2 separate regions of the Hordeum vulgare genome follow, and region 1 is linked to region 2. The links are chromatin contacts, called in public Hi-C maps. All regions are on one chromosome and are shown on one strand. Each heading gives the region's core, a stretch centred on a gene start, on an enhancer-like site or on the middle of the called end of the contact. The rest is flanking DNA. Distances are from core to core; before and after follow the strand shown.

Region 1 (6,035 bases), core at 2,308-4,807, 170 kb before region 2:
TCTGCCTCCTCTTGGGTGAAATGACTAAAACAAGCACAACAGCAGGTTCATCTTACTGTGTTGAGCAAAGATAAGATAGATCTCTTAGATACCACAACTATAAAATAATCTTCAGGCTAGAGGACTCGGCCTTTGAAGGAATGGCTCCGGCCGCACGTAACTGAACCCCACGAAGTTGCTATCTGCAGCGACAGGGCTGGCCACGGGAGAGTCCAGCACGGGCATACTTGTCCAGCACTCGTCAAAGTTTGCAATGCAGGTCTGGCCAGCAACATTTGGGCAGAAGCTTGGCTGGATCTGCCGAGCCTCTAGTTTCTTCCAGTTCACTGCCTTGAACCACTTGTGGTTTTTTATTTCGTCACTGCCGCCCGGTCCACTTCCCAGTCGCCTGCCAGCTTCTTTGTGCAGTAGCTGGAAAAAAAACCGGTGTGCAATAGTAAGGGCAAATTAGCAACAAGGCATTCAGATTTACTTCTAACTAACAAAGGAATCAGCCGTCAGTCATATCTCCGAGAAGAGACATCCAGGGATCAGGCTTCACTACAAGCATTAAGGTCTCTGATTTTATTTCTCTAGGACCGAAGTAACTTATCTTACCATATTTTTAGTTTGATCACAAACTCAAACTGGGTTGACACTGAAAACAAGCAAAGGGCCGATTGCACAATGTACTCAAGGTGAACGTAGCGAACTTACCCCTTTCAGCAAAGAGTGAACCTCACTAGACAAATAAGTCGGAAGCTTCATCTTCTCCTTCACTATCTTCTGCTGAATCTTGTCCCTGTTTCCACCAAAAAATGGGGGCTGCAACATATAGACAAATAATGAGTGTGCAAAGAAAAATATATAAAGCGGGTAATTCATCTAAAATGCAGATATTTCTAGTCAGAAGATTCCTCTCAAACAACTCACCTTGCCTGTAAGCATTTCAAAAAGAAGGATCCCCACACTCCACCAGTCTGCGGCCTTATCATGACCTCTGCCCTGAACAATTTCTGGGGCCATATACTCCACAGTGCCGCACATTGAATTTGATCTAGTGTTCTCATCAAACTCCTTTGCCAGGCCAAAATCAGTTAGCATGGCCTAAAATGGAAGACTCAAGTCAATAAATTTCCCCTCTGGCGGTCATAACGTGAAGACAAGAAAAAAGTGAAATATGAAGACACATTAAAGGATCTTACATGGCCATGAGCATCCAATAAGATGTTCTCAGGCTTCAGATCTCTATGCATAATCCCATTGGCATGAAGGTGGGCTACAGCAGATACAATCTCAGCAGTATAGAGGCGTGCAAGCTCCTCCCTACCAGACAAGTAGAAGCTTAATTAAAAGGTTGTCAAATCTAGATAAGTGTAAAGACAGGACTACAGAATTAAATTACCTAAACAAGCCTTGTTGGTAAAGCTGGAAGAAGAGGTGCCCCCCATTTACAAAGTCCAAGACTAGATAAAGTCGGTACTTAGTCTGCAAGTAAGTTTTGGTTTTAGTACTGGCAGATGCATAACACTAGGAGAATATATCCACGCTTGAAAACACAGTGCACACACAGAAAATGGTAACGACCTACCTGAAAGGAGTACCTCAGCTGCACCACAAAAGGATGATCAACTTTTGTCAGTATATCTCTCTCTGCTTTCATGTACTCAGCATGGTTCTTCTCCAAAATCTTGTCTTTCCTCATGACTTTCATTGCATATATTTCTGAAGTACATTTCCTTCTCACCTGATAGACTTTGCCAAATGCTCCTTGGCCAACAAGCTTTAAGAGTTCAAAGTCGTCGAGTCCAACAGCCTCATTCTCCTTTGTTGTATTATTGAGCTCTTCATCATTAAGACCCCCCTGCTCACTTTTCTTTTCTTTAGAAAGACACTCTAGCAGATCTAATGAGCTCTCTGACTCATGTAGAGTAAGCTTACTAAGTGGCAAGGATTGGCTAACAAGTGAAGTTGGGCCAACAAGAGAATGAGATCGCTTGGTAATGACTACAGGGTCGTTGTAAACCTCCTCATTCGACTCGGCCAAAGGTGCAGGGCTGCCTGGAGTGAGGATGCTTACTTCTGTGGGGGTATGGACCGCCGTAGCACCAAAAACATCGTTAAAATCGAACTCAACATTTTCAGGAAGGACAACATCAGGAGGCCCTTTTGGCAGAAGTATCATCCCTGTAAAGAGCTTGGGGCGTTGTGTGTGGGCTGTTGTAACAGAAGGCATCTCTGAGGAAACCATCTTCAGGAACCAAGATTCAACAATCTATAATCTTGATTTCAGCTAACAGTAGCTGTGCCACTTCCCTCTACCAATTCTATGGGGCAGCTCTGTCTAAGGGAGGCTCCTTCCACAAATACCCAAGACAACGGAAGATGCAGGGCTGCGAACAATGGCCTTGAACAAGTGGAAGTTCACAGAGACAACAGGAAATCCCAGGAATCCCGGGCGAAGGCAGGGTGGGAAGCTTCCGTTGTTTCCCGATGAACAGGAAACTCTGGATGCCACTGTTCTTCCTGAATACATGAGATCAACTTGTCTATGGGCTGCACGCAGAAGGATATTATAGTTAATTCAACAATTTCACAAATAAGGAAGCTTGTGCTAAGAAGAACACTGGGATTATTCGGAGTATAAAACCATGTGCTGATCTGCAAACTGCTTCGGTAGGGCACCGTGTTATCTTTATCAGAGACAAAACGTAAAGGCAGTAAAGTGTGTTCTAAAAGTAATTTGCTACTGACGTAAAGAAATTAGTTTTCCAATCAGAGGAACAACAGCATTCCAAATTTAGCACCAAAAGTCATGAGACCCACACAACCACAGGATACCTCTGTACCTCGAAATAACCCCGATGGGAGAAACATCCATCCTATGCCCGATCTAGTGCCTATCCAAACACGAAGCCTAACTAAAATTGACGTTCCTATCTGCCAAGAATGGGAACGCATGTTAAAATAAAGCTAAACAAAAAAGAAGGGGAAGCAAACTTATTGGAGAGATCGCAATTTTACTGCGCAGCAACGCGTATCCACGAAACCTCTCGCGGCTTACACCGAAATTTAACCCTACAAAACCATACTTTTTTGTACATAATATGCCACCGAATTACACTCACAAGGACACAATTACCATGGGAGGTCAAGGCATCGGCTAAATCCCAAATCGGCCACTTGCCCCTGCCCCCTATGAGCGCCACAGATCCAAAGAAGGGAATCCTGCGCAGATCTAACAGACCCACGAATCCGCGCCCAGGCACCAACGCAATTGTACGCCGCGAAACCCGCGGCGCTCACCGGTCCGACGAGCAATCACAAAAACCATAACTGCACCCGAAATAATCGGAAAAGGACGCGTAAAAGAAGCGTGCGCGAGAAGGGACCTGGCAAACCAGGAGAAAAGTAAGGAAACGGAGGAAGGGAGAGCTGGAGAGACCGCGACGACGAACCTTTGCGGAGGGTGAGGGGGAGCGGCTGGAAGCGGCGGCGAGTGCACGGCGATCCCCTGCGGCGGGGCGGCGAGGGGGCTCCTGTTATAGAATAGGCGCGTGGGGTGCGGGGGCTCCGGTAACTGCAAGGGGACGCGTGGCGGGCTCGCGTTGGTGGACTCGAGGGGGGCTCGCGATGCGAGTTGGCTTGTGGCGAATATGCCGCGCCGCCGAGATGGGCCGCCAGTTGGACCACCTGGGCCACACTTGTCATACTCACGAGGGGGAAAGGAAGAGGCACGCGGGCATTCTGATTCTGGTGCTTGTCAATCCGCTCTCCTCGCGCAAAACGGGATGGGTTCTCTTGGTTTGGCGCCAAGGTCGCTTCTAGTTTTTGGTTTGGTTTCCCTCCTGCGAAAGGGATAGAGATAGAGCTCTGCCGTGTGCATTAGGATAAGCCGAGTCAAAGTTTCTTTTTTCTGCGGATCATGCCAAAGGGAGTATGTTAGAGAGGTTCTATAAAGAATCTTGTTTTTCACGTCTTATCTCTATTTTTAAAAGGAAATGCCATAATGGCCTATTTTATTGTTGAGAAATTATATAGAGAATCGCCGCACTACATCTCTTTCATGTAGCGGCTCGCGTAGCCTCATGTGCATGCAAAAATCTTCCACCTCATGCTTACATCATTGCATTATATGTCTTTTTAAATTTTAAAAATGGTTTATCTCACAGACTAGTAATTTGATCCGAGATTTGCTTTTACCGTTAGGTTCGTCTCGACGAGGCCTTCAAAATAAGATCTCATATTGACATGTTTCGTTGAAAAAAAATTCATCGTTCCTAGTTGCCACATTTATGTCGTTATAGTTGTCATCTTACGGGTGTATAGTTGTCATAAAAAGTATACATAGTTATCAGGACAATACTTTTTACGCATTGCAATGTTATGTGAAGCTAAAAGTGGGTATTAAAACACTAACAATAAGCAAGTAAATGCATGAATCAGCATAAGTACAATCAATTAAGTTTTTTGTGGGATATATCAACATTCATAAGCCTGATAACCAAGTTGATTTAATGTGAGAACTATATAACAAATAATGTGACAAGTAAGTGATAATAATCTAGCAAGTACCGACGAAAACAAAAGTTATCAAAACATGTCGACATGAGATCTAGTTTTGAATATCTCGTCGTGAAAAAGTCAGTAGTGGTGAAAGCGGATCATTAATTGAGATAACGGTTTGGAAGATAAAAAATGCAAAATCAAAAGAATATTTAATAATACCATACTTGTGTAATGTTGTATGCATGCAAGGAATGGATGGAAGCTAGCCCCCGCACGGAAGGACTAAAATGCGATGCCGCTCCCTAATGAAGTATTTTATTGTTTAACGCAAATGTTCACGTCGTTCATGAGAAACTCGGAAATAAAAGAGGAAGAACCATATCTACCCAATTACATGAAAACTCGGAAATAAAAGAGGAAGAACCATATCTACCCAATTACATGAAATATCATTCCTTTTGCCACCGCACGAGACGTTTGCTTCCCGTAAAAAGTGCATGAATTGGACATCTCCTAACAATCCGCTATAGTGTTAAAAAAACATGCTATAACACTAAGCTCAATTAAGGTCTTCAATTAAAATTGGATCATTCGATTTTGATCAGGTCAGCTATTTCTTAAGGAGGTTGAATTGGGTCACCCGATTTTAATCAAATCAACAATTTTTCGAGGAGATGGAACTAGGTCACTCATGGATCTATGTAATACTTATGCTTCATAAGTTTGGAGGCCGCTTAATCGGATGAGGTCTTCAATTTAAAACACGGCCACTTGATTTTGACTAGGTTAATAATTTCTTAATGAGCCCTCCTGGAGGGAAGTTTCCCCAGCAGAATCGCTCTACCGGAGAGCAAAAGGGCTCATGCCGAGATTTCTACCTTGAGACGGTGGCACTTCGTCCCAAAAGTATCCTCATTTTTTCTAGGTCGAAACCCTTGATATAGCAGAAGAGGGGCACCGGAGGCAGCCTGTGGGTCTCCCAAGGCATTAGGACGCGCCCTGGGGAGTGGGCGCACCCTGTTTCCTTGGGAGCAATAGGTGCCCCCTACGGTGGGTCTTCATTCCAATAATTCTTATATATTATATAAAAAATATACACGAAGTTTGAGGTCATTTGGAATCTAGAAAATTCCCAACTTTTGCCACGACTTCCACATCCACAATTCCAGTTTCCGACAATTTCCCTTTTTGTGTAGATCTTGCAATTTAAGAGAGAAAATGCATTATAATTGTATCATAAAGTAGAATAATGACCAAGAAAAAGTAAATCATGATGCAAAATGCATGTATCATTATGTATAATGTTCTTTTATCAATATTACACTTAAGGATGTAATCATTATGCCTTTTTCTCTTAATTTGACAGATAAACATGAAGAGGGAAAATATCGACAACTGGAATTCTGGACCTAAAAGGAGTACAATAGATATAGCTATTTTCTGGAGATCTAAATGGCATGAAATTTCATGTAGATTTATTTTTTAATACATAAAAAATAATCGAAGAAAGAAGTGTCTAAGAAGATCAACCATGGGCCCATAAAGCA
Region 2 (5,797 bases), core at 1,056-3,555:
CGTGCCATCGATGGAGATGAAAGGACGACAGTGCTGGAAAGCCCTCACACATTGCTCAAATGCCCAAAATGCACGGCCAAATACGCGAACCCTATTTCCATTCTTAATCCTTGTTTTCTCCCCATACGGCTCGACCACATGAACCATGCCCGGGTTAGTGTGGGCAATAGCTCCCAACAACCTAGGTATGCGGTTGTATGCTTCCTCCCAATCACCATACAACATCTTGAATGCGGCTTGCTTTGCTTTCCATGCCTTACCATATTTCACCTCGTAGTGAAAGAGGGCTTTCACAAGGTCTTGTACGCTTTTTATGCTCATTGTAGGAAGAGAGGAGATGGAGTTGGAAAGCCTATAAGCGATGAACTCGGAGGTTAGTTGTCTATGGCTTTGCGACGATAGGGCACCATCAACCCTCTTGCCTTGACACATGTGAGGCATACAACTGACAATGTTCCATCCTGGCCCTCCTTTCCATGGTCTTGCACAGACAATCCAAGGACAACCTCTATCCTCACAAGCAACCGTGTAACGCAGCTTCATGTTTGAATGAACAACTTTGTGTGGCCTGTAATGCGTAACAGAATATTCATCCAACCACATCTTCAGTTCAAAGAATGTTTCGAACTTTGACCCCGGCAAAATAATATTCTTCCCATGTGTGTCCCGATGAGAAGGTGGCCTAACTCCAAACAATATGCCTTCGCCTCCGTCAACCACGGCTTCATCCGCAATGCTAAGATCCTCGAACAATGGTGTCCGGTGATCACGCTTTAATACCTTCGTGAAAGCTTCAGCCTCCTTTGCCGTGAACCCTTCCTCATCAACTTCTTCATCGGGACCCTCATCGTCAGACTCAGAGGCATACCCACGTGAGTACGGAATGGAATGGTCCATTGTCTCTTGCAAATTATATTTGTCCAAATCACCAAGATTGTTGTCATGAAGAACATTACCATCATCATAGTGCTCATAATTAGCCTCTACCAATGGTTCATGTTCAATGTTGACCTCTTCGTTAGCCTCATAAACACAAGAAAGAGGTTCAATACTGGCCTCTTCGTTGATGGTTGCAGGAATAGCTTCAACAATCGAAGAGGAAACCCGGTTCAAATCCAACAAGTTAGGAACATTTGTTTTCATGGCAAATAACTCTAGAGCCTTGTCTAGTGATTCTGCCACCGTATCCTTGTATGCAAGCCAACGTTGCTCGGAGTTGACACGCATGGTCTTCCAACGAATGTGCATTCCGAATCCCACATTATGCCTACCAGCAAACTCAACTACATCACTAGGGTCCATCCAATTCAAATCCTTTCGAACTTGTTCCAACAATTCAGCATAGCTAGGACACAAATCGAACACCATGTCAAGCTCATCCGGGTCCGGACCAATATTGCCTTTTAAAAAGGCATCCTTGTCCACGTGATGAACATAAACACATGTTCTTCTCATACCTAAACAACAAAACATAGAACCTTTTTATGAGCAATCATACAATTACAATAACCATAGCCTAACTTCCAAATAACCCTAACCCCCTCATAACCCTAACACAACCAAACATCCCTAACCCTAGCATAACCATAGCCTAACCCTAGCCTAACCCTAAAACAACCATAATGCACACATCCAAACAACCCTAATCCTAACCCCATCATACCCCTTATCCTAACATACAAACAATAAAACAATATGATATACATCCCACATTTCATGAAAAACTAGGGTTTCCTCAAATTTGCAAAAAAAAGAACACAAAAGATATTCCTTTGGATGAGAATGAGGGAAGAGGTGGGGATTACCTTAGGGGAGTGATTGGACAACAAATGCCCGCTCCAAACCTTCAGATTTGGTGATGTAGAGAAGGATTTGAGGGAGGGGGCAATGGCTGGGAGAGGGGCTGGGGGAGGGGAATGAGGGAGGGGGTGGGGAAGGGGGTGGGGAGGGGGCTGGCCCGTGGCTCTGTAAGTCAGTGTGTGGCGCCTAAGGGTCAGGCGCCACACATTACAATGTGTGACGCCCGAGGCTTAGGCGTCACACTGCCTGGGGGTGGGGCCCTCCCTGCCACGTGGTCGGGGGTGTGACGCCTAACCTCTAGGCGTCACACAGTACAGTGTGGCGCCTAGGTGTCGGGCGCCACACAAAAGGGTCAGGCCGGTGAATTATTTCTTCCAAGGAGTCAATCCGTGAGTTCTTTCGTCCCAGGGGTCATTTTTGTCAATTTTTCCTACCGGGCCTGACTGGTTCCAAACGCAATCCCATTGTCTCATCCGATCGTCTCCGAGTTCGAACTCCCCACTTCCTGACCCTCCAACGATGTGCTCCTGCGCGCCCCTCCCCCACCCACCCTGCAAACCCGCGCCAGCGCCACATCCAAACCTAAACCCAAAGCTCAGCGCCGCCTCCGCGCACGGACCAACACTGCTCCGCTGCGCCCTCGTCGCGCGCGCGGCCGCAAGGGACGATCCGCCGCCGGCGCCGTCCAGCTTCGACTTCCTGGCGCTGAAGCGGGAGCTCGAGGAGCAGGAGGAGGCGGTGGTCTCTGTGGATGTGACGGGGGGAGGAGGAGACGAGGTTGTTAACGAGGAAGATGACGAGAGGGAGCCGAAGAGGATTGGTAGCAGCGGGAGGAGGACGGGGAGGCAAATGGCGAGGCGGTCGGGGCTGCTAGCGAAGCAGGTGATCAGCGTCAGCTCAGCGCGGAGCCTCGGGTTCGTGTCTCAGCTGTGGGTCGACGCCTCGTCGGTACGGGCTCCTCCTCCCTGCACCTGTTTTCGTTTGGCCAAGCCATCTGATGTGACTTGGCCAGTTCACGAGTGGCGATTGCAAATTACGGTTCACATCCTCGTGGTGGTCTGTTAATTTAGTTGTTCCCGCATCTTACATGAAGGGCACGATCTACCATCATGACGCAATGCCTTACCGTGTTATCTGTCATCACGAGTTCACGACCACGAGACCAAATGTATGCTGTTGTTCTATCTGGGCTTAAGTCATATCTGTGATATGTTTAGTGTAATGTGTAATGTGTTAATGTTCTAGCGTGATTGGCAGATGTGGGTGTGATTTCCTCTTCTTCTATTGGCACACATTTCCTAGCTGCCAACGGGGCCTTTCCTCCATGAAGTTTGGATTCCGCTGTCGTATATCAGATCAATTAGCTGTGGGTGCTTTCCCATAATGCGTAAACTGTGACATACAGAGGGTCAGCTACATCCTTGCTTAGGCGATACTGAATACTTTAAAGGGTCATTTAGCATTATGACTAACGAGCACTAAAATAATTCATTAGGAAACATGGGCATTCACCCACTTATGGTTTGAGCACCAAATCATCATGAAGTTTCGAAAGTATTTGATGATGTTAGCCTCTAGAGTGCGTTTGAAGTTTCAACTTCCAATTAAAAGAAACAAAAACAACAAGTTTGTTGTGAAAAGTAGTATTTGTCTTCTTTTCATTTATCACTTGTCAGATTCTTCTCATTTCTGTTACTCCTAAATTTTGTACATAGGTGTAGTGAATTGAGAAGTACACTGGTTTTTCTTCCTGATGATTTAGTGCCTGAACTGAAAGGCAAGTGCATGTGATATGATTGATGATATGTTGCTATGAATATAAATGAATGGATGAATACATATATTATTCAAATAATGTATGTCTTGGCGCAAGTTCTGATGTGGTTTTCAAATCTCCCTGTGGCCAGCCGCACTAGGGGGGAGGGGGACTGGAGGGTGATAGGCTGTGCTTGACCGACTATGCTAGGTGAGGGGGAGGCAAGAAATGGATAACACCTGTTGTGAAAGCGGCTACGAAGATGGGCTTTGTGTTCAGATTTTAGCCTAGGGTGTCAGACAAAGCTTCACCATTCATCTTCTCTTGTAGTCCCTTTTTCTACTAGAATTCACAACCCAACTAAGCTCGGTTAATCTAAGATTCACGCGTACACATATGTTTTTGATTTATTAAAGGAAATTTCCCAGCTTATCATAGCAACCGGAAAACATTTTTTTTTTTTTTTTTGCAATTGACTTCTTAAGGCCCACTGAACCAGGAGTGTTCCTGGTGCCAACCTATCCGTACGTGAAAAATGAAGATGGATTAAAAATAGAATGCATCCTCTTCATCTTGGACAGGGGTGTGTGGAAGCTTGCTGTCCATGTGCCAGAACCATGAGTTGTCGCGAGATCTTATGGGTTTCACCTCTAGACTACCCCAACTTGTTTGGGACTAAAGGCTTTGTTATTGTTGTTTGTTGTTGCATCCTCTTCATCTTCCTCAGCCAGCGAAGCTCAGCCTACTTGTCATCAGTATCAATCATCAATATTACCTGTATTTTCTGGCAATATCCTTGCCATGAAAACATCGATACTTCCAGCAACCAGTGTACCCTTATCGGATACCGTATCCGATACTGATTCTTTCCCGATACGTCCCAGATACCTCTCAGGCTCTACTAGTGCCGGTGGTGGGCGCCTTTCCCCGGTGCTCCTGCTCCCTCCTGTAGAATTCTATCTTACGGAAGGTTGCTGATTTCCTCCTCCCTTTCCCTCTAACTGAAATTTTACATGAACTTGTTGGCTGTTGGTTCTTGCTTTTGTTGAAATCATGGATAAGAAGATAGAAGATAATGGACTGCACTGATAGAAGATAATGGACTGCACTGACTAAATATATGCTAAATGGCTTTATGCTTATTGATACCATATCTTTTTTATTGTTTAAAAAAGTAGTCAAGTGGATCCCCGTATTGGCACTTTTCAGAATTGCCGTATTTACATATCCATATCGGTGCAATCTAGATCCTCGCTGATGAATCCAAATAGCCCTTGCTTTATGATTTGCACCTTCATTAAAGAAATAGCCCACAAGTAACTGAAGTAACTTCCCGAATATATTATTTGGTGTTGGCAAATATGAGTTAAGGTCACATTATTGCTCCGAGTATAAACAACCTGTAATAACGCTGCAATGAGGACATGCCTGACCTTGTGGGTTCTACCCTAGTTTACAGTCATAGATCAAAGCTGGTATTGGATCTAGTTTACTATCATAGACCATGCTCCACCTTCCTCTTTTTTCTTTTGGAGAAATCCTCTTATGTTTTGATACGAACCTTTCCCTTCTTAGGATTTGTATGTTTAAACCAAACATTTTCCTAGTAGCAAAAATACTGTAGTCAATTGCCACAGTTGAACAATCTTTTATTCCGAGTTATCCATTATCATATGGTAGCAAAACACATGTGCTTTGCCACAGATGGAAATATATAACTGATCATGTTAAGTTATTGCCGTCGTCACAGTTTCCTCTACGCTGTCGTAGCCATCTGAGTTACTCTCGGAGCAGCTTAGATCTTTACATTGTGCTCCGCATCATGCTTAGTTTCCATTAGAGATTTTTCTGGAGGTGGTTGAGTTAGTTTGTGGAAAAACTTCATCGTATTTACAGTTACCTTCTATATTTTCTGTTAGATATTTCCTAGGAGTGTTGGAATAGAAGTGGGAAGCATGGATGAACTGCGCCTCAGCAATTAGTGCTCATAAGATAGGAAAGATGACATAACTATTTAGGAAGTGTTACGTTTCGTGGTAATAATCATTTTGTAAGATCAATGCCACTTTTTCTTGATTTTATTCTATTTGAATTTCTCTCCAGTGGGTTGTTGCATTGGTTGAAGTGAGGCCAAGCTTGCTTTCAGGAGATGCGGACAAATTCCTTTTTGAGGATATATATCAGGTTGAATATTCGACAGTGCTCGATTTATTGTTCTATGTACCCTTTATTCTTGTTATC

What was found. Hi-C and Micro-C count contacts between places; a contact is called where the count stands out from the background.
Region 1: a Hi-C map of seedling shows a contact between it and region 2, with 4 times the contacts expected there. The contact joins the promoter of LOC123448711 here to the promoter of LOC123448710 in region 2. A contact is called at or near these places in 3 of 6 Hi-C or Micro-C datasets (leaf and seedling) and 1 of 1 datasets of contacts at active chromatin or transcription factors (embryo).

What each region holds. Positions count from the first base shown.
Region 1 is chr4H:396,581,437-396,587,471 of MorexV3_pseudomolecules_assembly, reverse strand. LOC123448711 (serine/threonine-protein kinase AtPK2/AtPK19-like) reads right to left here and starts at 3,557. Exons shown (of 7, transcript XM_045125686.1): 1 at 3,438-3,557; 2 at 1,571-2,535; 3 at 1,385-1,467; 4 at 1,185-1,305; 5 at 913-1,086; 6 at 697-804; 7 at 1-411. The coding sequence starts at 2,230. The coding sequence ends at 112.
Region 2 is chr4H:396,409,266-396,415,062 of MorexV3_pseudomolecules_assembly, reverse strand. LOC123448710 reads left to right here and starts at 2,305. Exons shown (of 7, transcript XM_045125685.1): 1 at 2,305-2,748; 2 at 2,894-2,968; 3 at 5,660-5,740. The coding sequence starts at 2,320.